Regions from separate parts of the Sus scrofa genome. Here region 2 is linked to region 1. The links are chromatin contacts, called in public HiChIP or PLAC-seq maps. All regions are on one chromosome and are shown on one strand. Each heading gives the region's core, a stretch centred on a gene start, on an enhancer-like site or on the middle of the called end of the contact. The rest is flanking DNA. Distances are from core to core; before and after follow the strand shown.

Region 1 (5,795 bases), core at 3,267-5,766:
AGGTGTAGAATCACATAGCCTGATTAAGGTATAGAATAAATAACATCCAAAGCCAAGGTAGTTTTAGCTGGTAAGAATTTTTTTTTTTTTTTTACTTTTCGTAGTATTACATTTGAGAGCATTTTCTGTTCGTCTCCATTTCCCTTTAAGCCTTCATTAATTTGAATTTCTTTTAACTTCTCATGACTTGAAGCATGGTTACAGTGGATTAGATAGAGACTTGAGAGGTAAATTTCCCAAATATGACATAATCCTGCTTTAATAATCTTTTTGCTTAAACACTGTATTTTTTACATAACTAAATTCAGCCACTTGCAACTAAGTTCTTTGTTAGTTTAAACAACCTCAGTAGGATGGATGTTAAATTTGCTGCAAATGCTATAGTTAGACCTGACTGACTATAGAGTAATTATTCAGAATTGAATTCAATGCTTCCAAAAGCCCTCAAAGACACGTAATTCCTTCTAATGTTTATTTGTAGAGAAAAGGAAGGAAAGGGGGAAGACACCCGAAAATGGGGGGTGGGGGAGAGGAGGAGAGTGAGACCTCGAGGTAAAGGCGGAGGAAGAGGAGAAGGGAAAGAGAAAGACAAGGTCCTAGTGAGAGACTGAGGATGACACGCCAAGGCGGAGGCTTGACTTGAGAGGCCGGACCTGCCCGGGTCCTATCTCTAAAGCGCATTTCATTCCGACTGGTCAGCTGAGGTTGTTACTAGCTCTGAGGCTAACAGCAGTTGAGGAAGCATCTGGAAAACTTCTGTGGATCCAGCCAGCACTGAACATTTTCCATGTGACTAACTGTGGACTGATTTGCAAGGACCCAGGAATAAGGAGGTCTAGGAGAGGACAAATTAAAATGAAAGTCTTCACTCTGAGCAACAATATAGTCGAAACACAAGAAACGCTACAACAAACATTTCTGAATCATTAGAAAACCAGCACAGGCTCTAAACGCTTTCTTTTGCTCTTTAGTATTACAAATGGACAGTGCTAAACAAGCTTTCTTGAGAAACGGGCTTTAGAGTCTCAATGTCATAAATACATGAAAAAGAGTTAATTTCTGTTCAGCATGGCTAAAGATAAAGTTTCCTCACAGAGCAAGGCAAATGTCTAGGCTTAGAGACACCTGCCTTTAGTCGGACACGTTATACGGATCTACTTCAAGAACACCTTCTCCAATCAAATCAGGGGCTGAGAAGCGCAAGAAGCAGCACAGAAAAAAGAAAAACCACAGAAGGTTCTACAAGAAAGAGCCAACAATGGGAGAAGGAATCCAGGCCAGCAGCTACCAAGGATCACTGCCTCATGATGAAGCATGGAGAACAGCATGGAACGCCTATTGTAGAAACGGCTACATCTGGCACTCCTAGTCTGACACTACGAAACCTTCAAATTACCTAACCATTCCACATTCTGATGCCATACTCACCCAGCGACCTCTTCCTGGGTAGACCTGCCACCAGGAAGACCACTGCCTTGACAACTAGGATGGAGAGTGAGTCTTTTCCAGAGAGACAGTTTCACCATCTCTCAGTATCCTCCTGATAAAACTGCTTTCTGAGCCTTGCAGATTAAGCATCAGACCCTGGTCTGAAGCACATTTGCTAAAGTAATGTTACCAGGTGAAAAACCATGAAGAACTACAATCCTCTGCTAACTCTCTGCTCAAGTGAAAGTTTTACAAGGACAGATGTTAGGCCTACCCACTGGCAGTAATTCCATACGGAAACAGCCATTATAGATACAATTAGGAAGTCTGACTTATTAGAAGTATATTTTATGAGAGTTTTACATTTTAATCACATGTTATTATTTAACTAACACCTTGTAAGTTAGTGTATTGTTCTTCCACAGACTCGATTCTACAGTAGTAATACAGAATTAGAGCCACTCTGTATAGATCAATGGCTAATAGTGTAATCATCTAAAAATTTTTCTGACAGAGAACAAGAGACCCTAGGATAAGCACCTTGATGGTGTGGAAAAGTTACTGGCTTTTTATTACCAGCTACATACACATCCTCCAGGATCAGCTCCCGAGGCTCTGAGCCTGTGCCTTCACTTTTAACAGTGGCATTATACCACCTGCCTCTTAAGGTTCTCTATGAAGAGAAAAAGTATATGTACGGTACTTTGCAAAGTATCTGGTATTTACCTGTTGTTCAGTAAATGGCAGACATTCTGTCCAGGAGCACCTGCGCGTAATCTGTCAAGATTGAAAAAGAAAGAGCCTCCGTATTCCACATCCTGCAAGCCCTAGAGCAACGGTGCTCAGGTTGGTCTCGTCCATTCTTGCTCTGAAGTGAGACTGATTTCTTTAAAATGTATTTTAAGGAGTTCCTGTCGTGGCGCAGTGGTTAACAAATCCGACTAGGAACCATGAGGTTGCGGGTTCGATCCCTGCCCTTGCTCAGTGGGTTAACGATCCAGCGTTGCCGTGAGCTGTGGTGTAGGTTGCAGACGCGGCTCGGATCCTGCGTTGCTGTGGCTCTGGCGTAGGCCGGTGGCTACAGCTCCGACTGGACCCCTAGCCTGGGAATCTCCATATGCCGCGGGAGCGGCCCAAAACCAAGAAATAGCAGAAAGACCAAAAAAAAAAAAAAAAAAAGTATTTTAAAATAGTGTCAGATTAACAAATGTGTTGTATAAGACAGACATCAAGAAGCAACAGGGTAAGAGAGGCCTAACACTGCTGTCAGTTTTGCATGGAATCCCTGCTTCACACACTTTCTGTGAATATATGAGAGAAAGCTTTAAACTAAACTCACGCCTGCAGTAATTTACAATCCACAGAAGGAAAAACAGACAAGAAGGTAAGCACAATAGCAAGAGAAAGCAAAAACAAGCATCTACTGCTGTAGTGACCTACTTGGAAAAGGATACGCCACTTTGTCAAACCTTTGGATAGCTCCAGAAAGCGCCGGTAAGTAGGGACTACCTTTAGCAACTTTCATGTTTACTGTCTTACTCTTCCCATTGCAAACTCAGTGTCTATTAGCTGTTGGGAAGATTTACTATGATGTCTCGCGCATACAAAACTTCTTCCACCTACAAGATGTTGGTCTGGGAAGATATTATAGCATAGATGCTTCAGTCGAATTGTCCTTAACTGGGCTGTCTGAGAAACAAATACAAATTTCATATGTTATGAAAAAGTACAGAAAGGGCTTAATCGACTCACCTTTAAATTTTGCACTATCATTTAAGGACTGGCACAGAAAAGACACTCTGTGAGAATGAATTAGGGTCACCGGACAAGATAGAGAACAGAGTTAAATTTGCATTTTCAGATAAACAATAAGTGAGAAGGAAATAAAATGTGCAACAGAAGGACGTGGAGCTCACCTCCTCCCACAAATACATCAAAAATACATTTACACGGAGTTCCCGTTGTGGCTCAGCAGTAACGAACCTGGCTAGTATCCATGAGGACGTGGGTTTGATCCCTGGCCTCACTTGGTGGGTTAAGGATCCAGGGTTGCCTTGAGCTGTGGTGCAGGTGGAAAACGTGGCTCAGATCCTGTGCTGTCGTGGATGTGATGTAGGCCGGCAGCTGTAGCTCCAATTTGACCCCTAGCTTGGGAATGTCCATCCATATGCCATGGGAGTAGCCCTAAAGAGACAAAAAAAAAAAAAAAAAAAAAAAAAAGACTATATGTGGAACAATTCTCACAGATAAATGACAAAGTAATTTGTTTGTATTAAGTACGTGCCATGCAATATTGGGGATATGCATATTAAAATTTTATCCATTTATACAGAGAACTATATCAGATCTCCTGGGATAGACTCTGACGGAAAATAGTATTTTAAAAAAGAATATAAATATATGTATGTGTGTATATAATATGTATGACTGAGTCACTTTGCTGTATCAGCAGAAATTGGCACATTGTAAATTAATTGTACTTTAATAAAAAAATTGTTTAAAACACCTTAAACATTTCATCCATTTAACTAGGTGATCAATAATTTCGTTCCTGAATCTGGAAACCCTCAGATGGATGGAAAAAGTCCTAATAACTAGGAGTTAAAATACTTGACCCCAATGCTCAGATCCACCACCAGCCGTGGGATGTGATTCACTATGAAACAGAGATGATCCTGTTTCAGGCACTTTGCAGAGCTGATGTGAGACTGTAGCAGCAGCAGCAGCAACAGCAGCAGCAGCAACAGCAGCAGCAGCAGCAGCAAACACATGGTGCTTCCACGGGTCAGGCACTAGTGCAAGTGCCTCACGTGACTACTTCACTCATCTTCACAACTTCTTGAGGTATTTACTACTATTATTCCCAAATAACATTTTATTATTATACATTCTCATTTTTCAAAGAGCTAACAATGTAAATTCAAGTGCAGCCGGGTCTATGTGCTTAATTGACTGCTGTCAAAATAAAAATGATAAAATGTATGTGAAAAGATACAAAATGGGAGATGTTCTCAATACTGTTGCATAATTAGAAGGAATTGAAACTACTGTAAAAAGAAACATGATGAGATCTAGGCTGGGGGAGAGCCTCGCCACAGGCTGTCCAGAGGCTTCCACAGCACGGGAAGTGGGAGGCGCTCCTCTCTGTACCATTTTGTACGAAGGCGGAAAATGAAAAAGACCAGCAGCTCCTTGGGGAAGAAGCCGTAAAAGATCATTTATGAGTTAACTACCCATAGAGGGACAAAATTAACCTTGCTGTGGACAAGGGATTTGTTGAGATGGAAAGGAAGGGCATAGCTCAGAGGAGCCGCGGAGAGCAAATGAGCAGGGGTTAAGGGCTGAATCAAAACTGTGTACAAGAAGCTGTAAGGAGGTATTTATTACCATCTAAATATTGTGAATCTGTGTCAAGGCAGCATGGTGGGGCCACTGAAAGTGATAAGAAATTGAGAGGAATGGAAAAATAAGTATTTCAGATTTTGCTTTAAAGATAATAAAATGCTTTTAAAATAAACTTAAATCTGTATTTGTAACCACGTTGAAACCTGTAGATTTGTTTTTAGTGAAAAGTAGTGTTTAAGCAAAATGACTATTGAAGCCACTGAATACTGGAAAATGATTTCTTCTTCCAATGACCACAGACTGGGATTTTACATTTATTAACCAAAGTATGTATGCCTGTGTTCATACAGAAATAGAGTATTAGGTAAATAATTCTTTTCACTGCCGATAATTACCCGATCTTAAAAGAGACACACACACACACACACACACCCTATGCATCGTTATAAAGCAAAAAGGGAAATTCTGCTTTAACATCATGTTTGTTTCTGAACCCAAAGCTGAGAGGTGCTACACGCCATTTACGTTAGGAACTGTTTTCATCAACTGATGGGTTGTCTTTACAGATGTGAACTTATCAGTGTTCTGTTTCGTGTTAGTATCTAGACAAGGAGTTGGCACCAAAGTTCCTGTTTCACTAATTACATTCTTTTCCAAAAGTTCACCCTGCCTGGGTGTCCAGGTAATTGCAATTAAGTCAGGAATCCGGTAATTAGAAATTCAAGTGCCCTGCCAGGAACAATACACGTCCTTTTGACGTGCTGCCCACAAGACCTAATTCGCTTGGAAAGGACAGACGCTGATGTGAAGTGGCAGCGGAGATGCTGATTAAGCAACAAGCACTGAAATCAATTTCTCCCCTCACTGTTCCTCCTAAACCCAAAGGCACTGTATCTCATTTAAACCAACACAAAGCATTTTGTGAATGTGGAAATACGTAGTCCAAAGCTGAATCAAAGCAGTACTTTAAAAAGGTTGCTCTCTCTCACAAAACCTTCTCACGATGGGAAGGGGACGCCGAG
Region 2 (5,858 bases), core at 2,279-4,778, 260 kb after region 1:
TAAATAATTTTTATAAAAACGTAGCTCCTTCTGCAGCCTACAAACCTAGTGAAATACCCTCCGCCTTTAATAAAGGGTGAACCTGGCTCAGGCTTGACTCTTGGGGCCATCATTTCATGGCCTTGGTTGAAGTACATGTGCCCCTCTGATCCTACGTTTCCTTAGAATCTATAAAAGGAGGATGCAAGAGCCGTCACGAGGGAATGCTGCAAGGATTTAACAGGAGACGATCCAACAGGCACGGCCCTCCACAGGCACACAGCAAGTCCTGTCCGCGGGGGAGGCATCAGGCACTGGGGACACAAGGAAAAGAACAGTCCCTTCTATGCCCGCCACAGCAGTGTCTGTCCACTGGGAGAGGAGAAAGGACAACTGACACTTAGGGGGCACCCGGCACAGTGCCTGACACAAGGAAGACAGCACAGCAAAGGCGAGTTCTCTACCCCTCTTCCAGGTCTTTTTTTTTTTTTTTTTTTTTTTTTTTTTAATTTTGAAACCAAGCCAATAACCCCACCCCTCTTTCAACCATCTCGAAGCCTCTTTCTCATTTCCTAGTCACTGCTGCTCCTACTGCTTGTCTCCTTCCCGAGTGCTCTCCCAAAGGTCACCAATGACCAAACGACCCGGACATCCGCTCCCACTCTTACCTGACCACTCCTCGGCGCTTACCACAGCTATGCACACCTTTCTTCCAGAAACCTCTGCCCTCCATGGCTTCTGTGGAGCACGCCCTACATTCTCCATCTCCTTCTACAGCTCTTTGGCTGGCTCCTTTTTCACACTTTAAACGTCAGTGCTCCCTGAATTCCTCAGCACCCCTCTCTTCACACACATGGCAAGGGCAAGCTCATGGACCCACGCTCCACCGACACCCCCTGCTGAGCACCCACGTTTATATTCTGGGCCGAGATCTCCCTCCTCTACTCCAGATCCCTATTTTCTATCTGCCTACGAGCATCTCCATTTAGCTGTTTGGAACACATCTCAAACCCAACATGTCCAAAACCACAGCCTGTTACTAAATATACAGGATGATTCAAAAGCAACTGAACACCTTCAAAAGTTACGGTACCATGTGATGTCTCCCTGCGGAGTCCGAGCCAGAACTCTGGGTCTGCACCACCCCTTCTTCTCAGCGAGGAGGACATGCAGGCAGCATTGGGGCTGCCATGTGCCATTTCAACCAGTGACAGTGAAAATGTCACCATCCTGTGACACAAGAGGTGCATTTCTAAGAGACTACAGAAAGAACCGGTAGCTCCTTTACAAATTTTTAGTATATATATTTTGTTGTTGTTGTTGTTGTTGTTGTTCTCATGACCACACCGCAGCATGTGAAAGTTCTGGGGCCGGGGGCTGAATCTGAGCCGCAGCTGCTGCAATGTCAGATCCTTTAACCCACTGGGCTGGGCCAGGGATCAAACCCATGCCTCCACAGCCACCCAAGTCACTTAAGTCAGATTCTTTTCTTTTTCTTTCCATTTTTTTTTTTTGCTTTTTAGGGCCACACCCACGGCATATGGAAGTTCCCAGGCTAGGGGTCAAATCAGAGCTGCAGCTGCCAGCCTACACCACAGCCACAGCAATGCAGGATCTGAGCTGTGTCTGTGGCCTACACCACAGCTTACGGCAATGCTGGTTCCTTGACCCACTGAGCGAGGCCAGGGTTCCAACCAGAGTCTTCATGGACACTAGTCAGATTCACTACCTCGGAGCCACGACGGGAACTCCTGCAGTCAGAGCCTTAACCCACTGCACCACAGCATGAATTCCCGCAGTACATATTCTTATACAGCCTCATTATTATGAAATCTTCGATTCTTTCAAGTTCCCCCGTGCTGCTGTTCCTCCCTGGTAGATGCAGGGATCTGCCATCTCTGGGGACTCAAGTTGTACTGGAAGATAAACCCAGAAGCAGGGTCTGGGTCTCATTCACTGCTGTAAGCCTAGTTCCAACACTCTGTCACACAACAGGTGCTAAACAGATATCAGTGTCTCGATAGGCATGGAGAGCTGTTTGTTGAATGAGTCAAGTACACATAAAGTGGTGCAGTAGCTGGCAATCAACTCAGGTCCAAGCCTGGCTCCCCACTCTTCCTCCGCAGGATCTCTTGGGGCGTGGAGGGTGTCCCCAGAGCTCTACAACCCTGTTTCTCCTGCAGACGGGGCCCAAGGTGCTCCAAGACACCAAGGCATGTCCGCCTGGCCGGCTTCTCCCCGATGCCCTTAGAAGGTCACAAGGGACCAGCCAGTGCAGCCTGCCTCCTCCCTGAGGCCTGGCAGAACTTGCTGCATCTCACCTGCCTGCTTCTACAGGTGCCTCGCTTCTAACCTGCCGCCCACAGCTGCTCGACTAACCTCTCCACTCTGTACTCTTCATACAGCCAAGGGGAAGGTTACCACGGCGAACCAAATTACTATCATCTGTGCCTGGAAAAGGAGGCGATGGCTTTATTCTTCTTTGACAGAGTTAAGTTCATGAGCATTTTGACAGTGATTTTCTTAGGGCTTTCTCAGCTATTTCGGAATGTTAAGATTATACTGTCGAAAATCATAGCACTAGATGAATGATACATTCCTACAGAAATTCTCTGAAAGCACTGACACGGGTAGACAGCTGTTAGCTTTCCAGGCAAAAGATACCTCATATCACAACGAACAAGATTAACACGTGGCTGCAAAGACAATGAAGATGCCCAGCCCTTCAGAAGCCTGAAGGCCGAACAAAACCAAAGGTCCGATCTTAGAGAAAAGGATGTGCCTGTGACACTCAGCAACAAACCTAAAAAACAGGTTTCCAGTTTTGTTCTGTTTTTTTCTCTCTGTGGTTCCTACAGGATGTTAATTCATTTGCTTGAGATGGGTTAGGTACAGTCAGCATTAACTACAAAAACTATAAACCCATGGGCACTCCAGTAGTGATACATTATTATAAATAAAACAAAATCAAAAGAGGAAACAGAGACAGGAAAGCCTTCATTTAATCCCAAGCTAAAAACAGCACTATGGCAATACCTCGTCTGGAAATTCTTGCAGCCTCAAATTTAGGAGCAAGCAGGAGGTGAGGGAAATGCAAGCGGAAAACCCAGGAAATAGACATGAACAGAGCCAGTGCTGCCATCCTGCCTACTGCTCAAAAACCTCTGCAGCAGTGGTTAAGTGGGATTTAACTTCACATCACTTGCTTCAAACAAGGTTATGAGCCAAATTGATTTTTTTTTTTTCAAAGCTATGAGATTTGGTTTTATTTTAAAAGACAGAATCAGTTGGGGACGTAAAAGAGAAATTCCCCAGTACTGAATGGTAAGGATCATCAGACACAATGAGGAAGACAAGGACCAAGAGGGTCTCCGGACCCATCCAGCATCCTGTGGCCTGGCCAGCCTAGACGCTGTTCCTCGGCTAAGTAGGTACAAATCAAAATGAGATACACGCCTAGGTCTAGTGACGGGGTGCTTTTAACACCTTCCCAAACCACGGCCTCCAGAACAGCCATGAGGCAAGAGCAAAGGCAGACATAATCATGACTATGTGTCATGAAATGACCTCACCAAAGAGAGGATTTTTCTGCTTACATTTGTTCTTTTAGCTGTATTATTAACACCCTGATGGACTTAAGATATGCCAATTTGGGGGTTTGTCTTACAACTTTCACCACCATAGGAGTTCACTCTGGGCACATAACGACATTCGGTTCCATTTTATTGATTTTTCACTCTAAAATTTTCTCCTCCAGCTGCCTGTGTTCCCCCTACTCTCCAATCTTCTGCTCCCTGATGGTCACTTGTCCTCTTTCCTTCATTCTTAAACTTACCAATTTCTGGACCCCTAACACCAAGTGATCTGAGACGTAGGCCCGTCCATTCAACCCTTCTCTCGTCCAAAAATATTTATTAGGCATGTATTAGTAGACACTGTTCTCCATGCCGGTCCATCACCTGCCCATCCCAGAAACTTCGGTCACAGCCACGTACAAATAACTGCAGACGGAAGAGAACCTGGGTTCCTCTGCAAACATCACAGCCTCCCTTGACAACGCAGCTTAAAGCAACGACCCAGATCATGGAGCAGAGCTTCCCTCGACGGCCAGACGTAGATTCATGTTCAGTGACACTATCAGAAAAACCCAAGAGCCACCTGCATGGGCTGGGAGCACATGCTCTCTCCCCTCCTCTGTCTGGTGTGACCAAGGGGCCAAAATACACTAAAAGCTCCTCAAGCGTAAGAATGTAATTCTGTACATCTTAGTGATGACAAAAGGTCTGTTTATCTAAACTTTACCTCTAGCTCATCAATGACCTCTGTAGGTGGCAGAGAGCTGGGTGTACAGGTCATTCCAGGTCCTGAGAGCACCTGAATCCTGGAGCAGGGTTTGGGGACCTTGTCTGGCCCCCTGGGTGAATCTGACAGGCAGCCAGATCTGGAAGCACTCCTTTAGTGGAGAGAACCGGGCTTTAGCATCAGGTAAACTGGGGGTTGAAAAGATTTCTTAATGCTCCCGGCTTACCCATCTAGGAAAGAGGGAGACTGCCTTGCAGGACTGTTGGGATGCTGCAGTGACTCCAGGCCACATGCCTGGCACACAGCGCAGGAGTTCAGAACAGGAGCTAGGATCGCTGGTACTGCCCTTACTAGATCACTATTATATAGGACTCTTCTAAAAATCTTTCTCTGAACTTACACTTCCTATGTGCGAGGCCAAAACCAGAAAGCAGTGTGTAAGCGTTTTGTCAATCGTGCCAGACTGGAACGAGACTGACTTCATGTGTCTCCACACGGCAGTCTTACACAGGCCGCCCTTTAAAACAAAAAGGGAAAACGCACTCGAGGTTTGGCTGCTGACTCACTACCACCTTGCCGCGCTTCCTGCCTCATCCGCACCCAGCTGGCCGCTCTTCCAGGAGGGCCACTCGCACTGGGCCGCTCTGCCCTTGATTACGTGGCCACCCAGCCCCTCCTCCAACAACAGGCTCACGACGCCACCGCCTCCGGTGCAGGCCACCCCTCCTCACTCCCACCTCGAGTTAATCTAATTCTGCGGGCACACCTGCTGCTCCATCCTCCCAGCAGCACACAGAGATGCTGCTCAGACATCCATCCTGCCATCTATGGGCCACCACTCCTCAAAAGTCTGCCACGTTAACAGAAATCCGCGCCAGGCCCCACGTTCTGCATGAGATGACCCGAAACTTTTCCCAATTTTTTTGCTCGTCCTCATATGGAAAAGACACAAGCCTTTCTCAGGTCAGGGGATAATTTCCCTTCCCTCTTAGTCTACTGTATCCACTAAGCCTAGTCCCCACCCAGACATCCTCTTCTGCATCCCACAGAAAGAGCTGGGTACCAACAACGCCTCCCACGGAGCCCATAACGGATGCTCTGACCCATAATATTTCACAAGCCCTAACGCACACAGGAAAGGCTGGGCTCTGCAAGCCACACAAAAGCGCTCATAAATTTCAGCCTGCTCTCATCATCCCCTCCGCCTCCTAAGGAACGAGGTAGAATACCACTTCAGACACAGGATTCTCATAAGAACCTTCCTTTTCAGTACTTTATCACAGCAACCTAATCAAGGGTCAAGACTATTATTCATGGTGAATTTTACTTTAGTTTCAAGCACATTTACTAACAGAGAGAAGGTAAACCTTCTTCAAATCTAGGAATAAACACCCAAAAATTTGCTATTAATCATTACAACACTGAGTCAGGGCTCTCACATGAGCAAAGCTAAGTCTACGAGCATCGATTCACTTCGCAATTCTGGGGTGCAGGAGTTCTCTCGTGGCATGGCAGGTTAAGGATCCAGAGTTGTCACTGCAGCAGCCTGAGTCACTGCTATGGCCCGGGTTTGATCC

What was found. HiChIP or PLAC-seq counts read pairs in DNA pulled down with a chosen protein or histone mark.
Region 2: an H3K27ac HiChIP or PLAC-seq map of alveolar macrophages shows a contact between it and region 1. The contact joins two enhancer-like sites. A contact is called at or near these places in 1 of 47 Hi-C or Micro-C datasets (subcutaneous adipose tissue) and 1 of 2 datasets of contacts at active chromatin or transcription factors (alveolar macrophages).

Annotation. Positions count from the first base shown.
Region 1 is chr1:9,948,660-9,954,454 of Sscrofa11.1, forward strand. The region is part of intron 4 of ARID1B (AT-rich interactive domain-containing protein 1B); the gene reads right to left. Among named protein-coding and RNA genes, the nearest start is that of ARID1B, 280 kb to the right of the region's middle. Within about 2 kb of position 4,517, at least 14 of the 83 cell types and tissues checked have an H3K27ac peak or open chromatin away from gene starts, as enhancers often do. A contact at or near this core is called in alveolar macrophages, where this site is marked.
Region 2 is chr1:10,207,188-10,213,045 of Sscrofa11.1, forward strand. All of the region lies in intron 1 of ARID1B (AT-rich interactive domain-containing protein 1B), which reads right to left. Among named protein-coding and RNA genes, the nearest start is that of ARID1B, 17 kb to the right of the region's middle. Within about 2 kb of position 3,529, at least 5 of the 83 cell types and tissues checked have an H3K27ac peak or open chromatin away from gene starts, as enhancers often do. A contact at or near this core is called in alveolar macrophages, where this site is marked.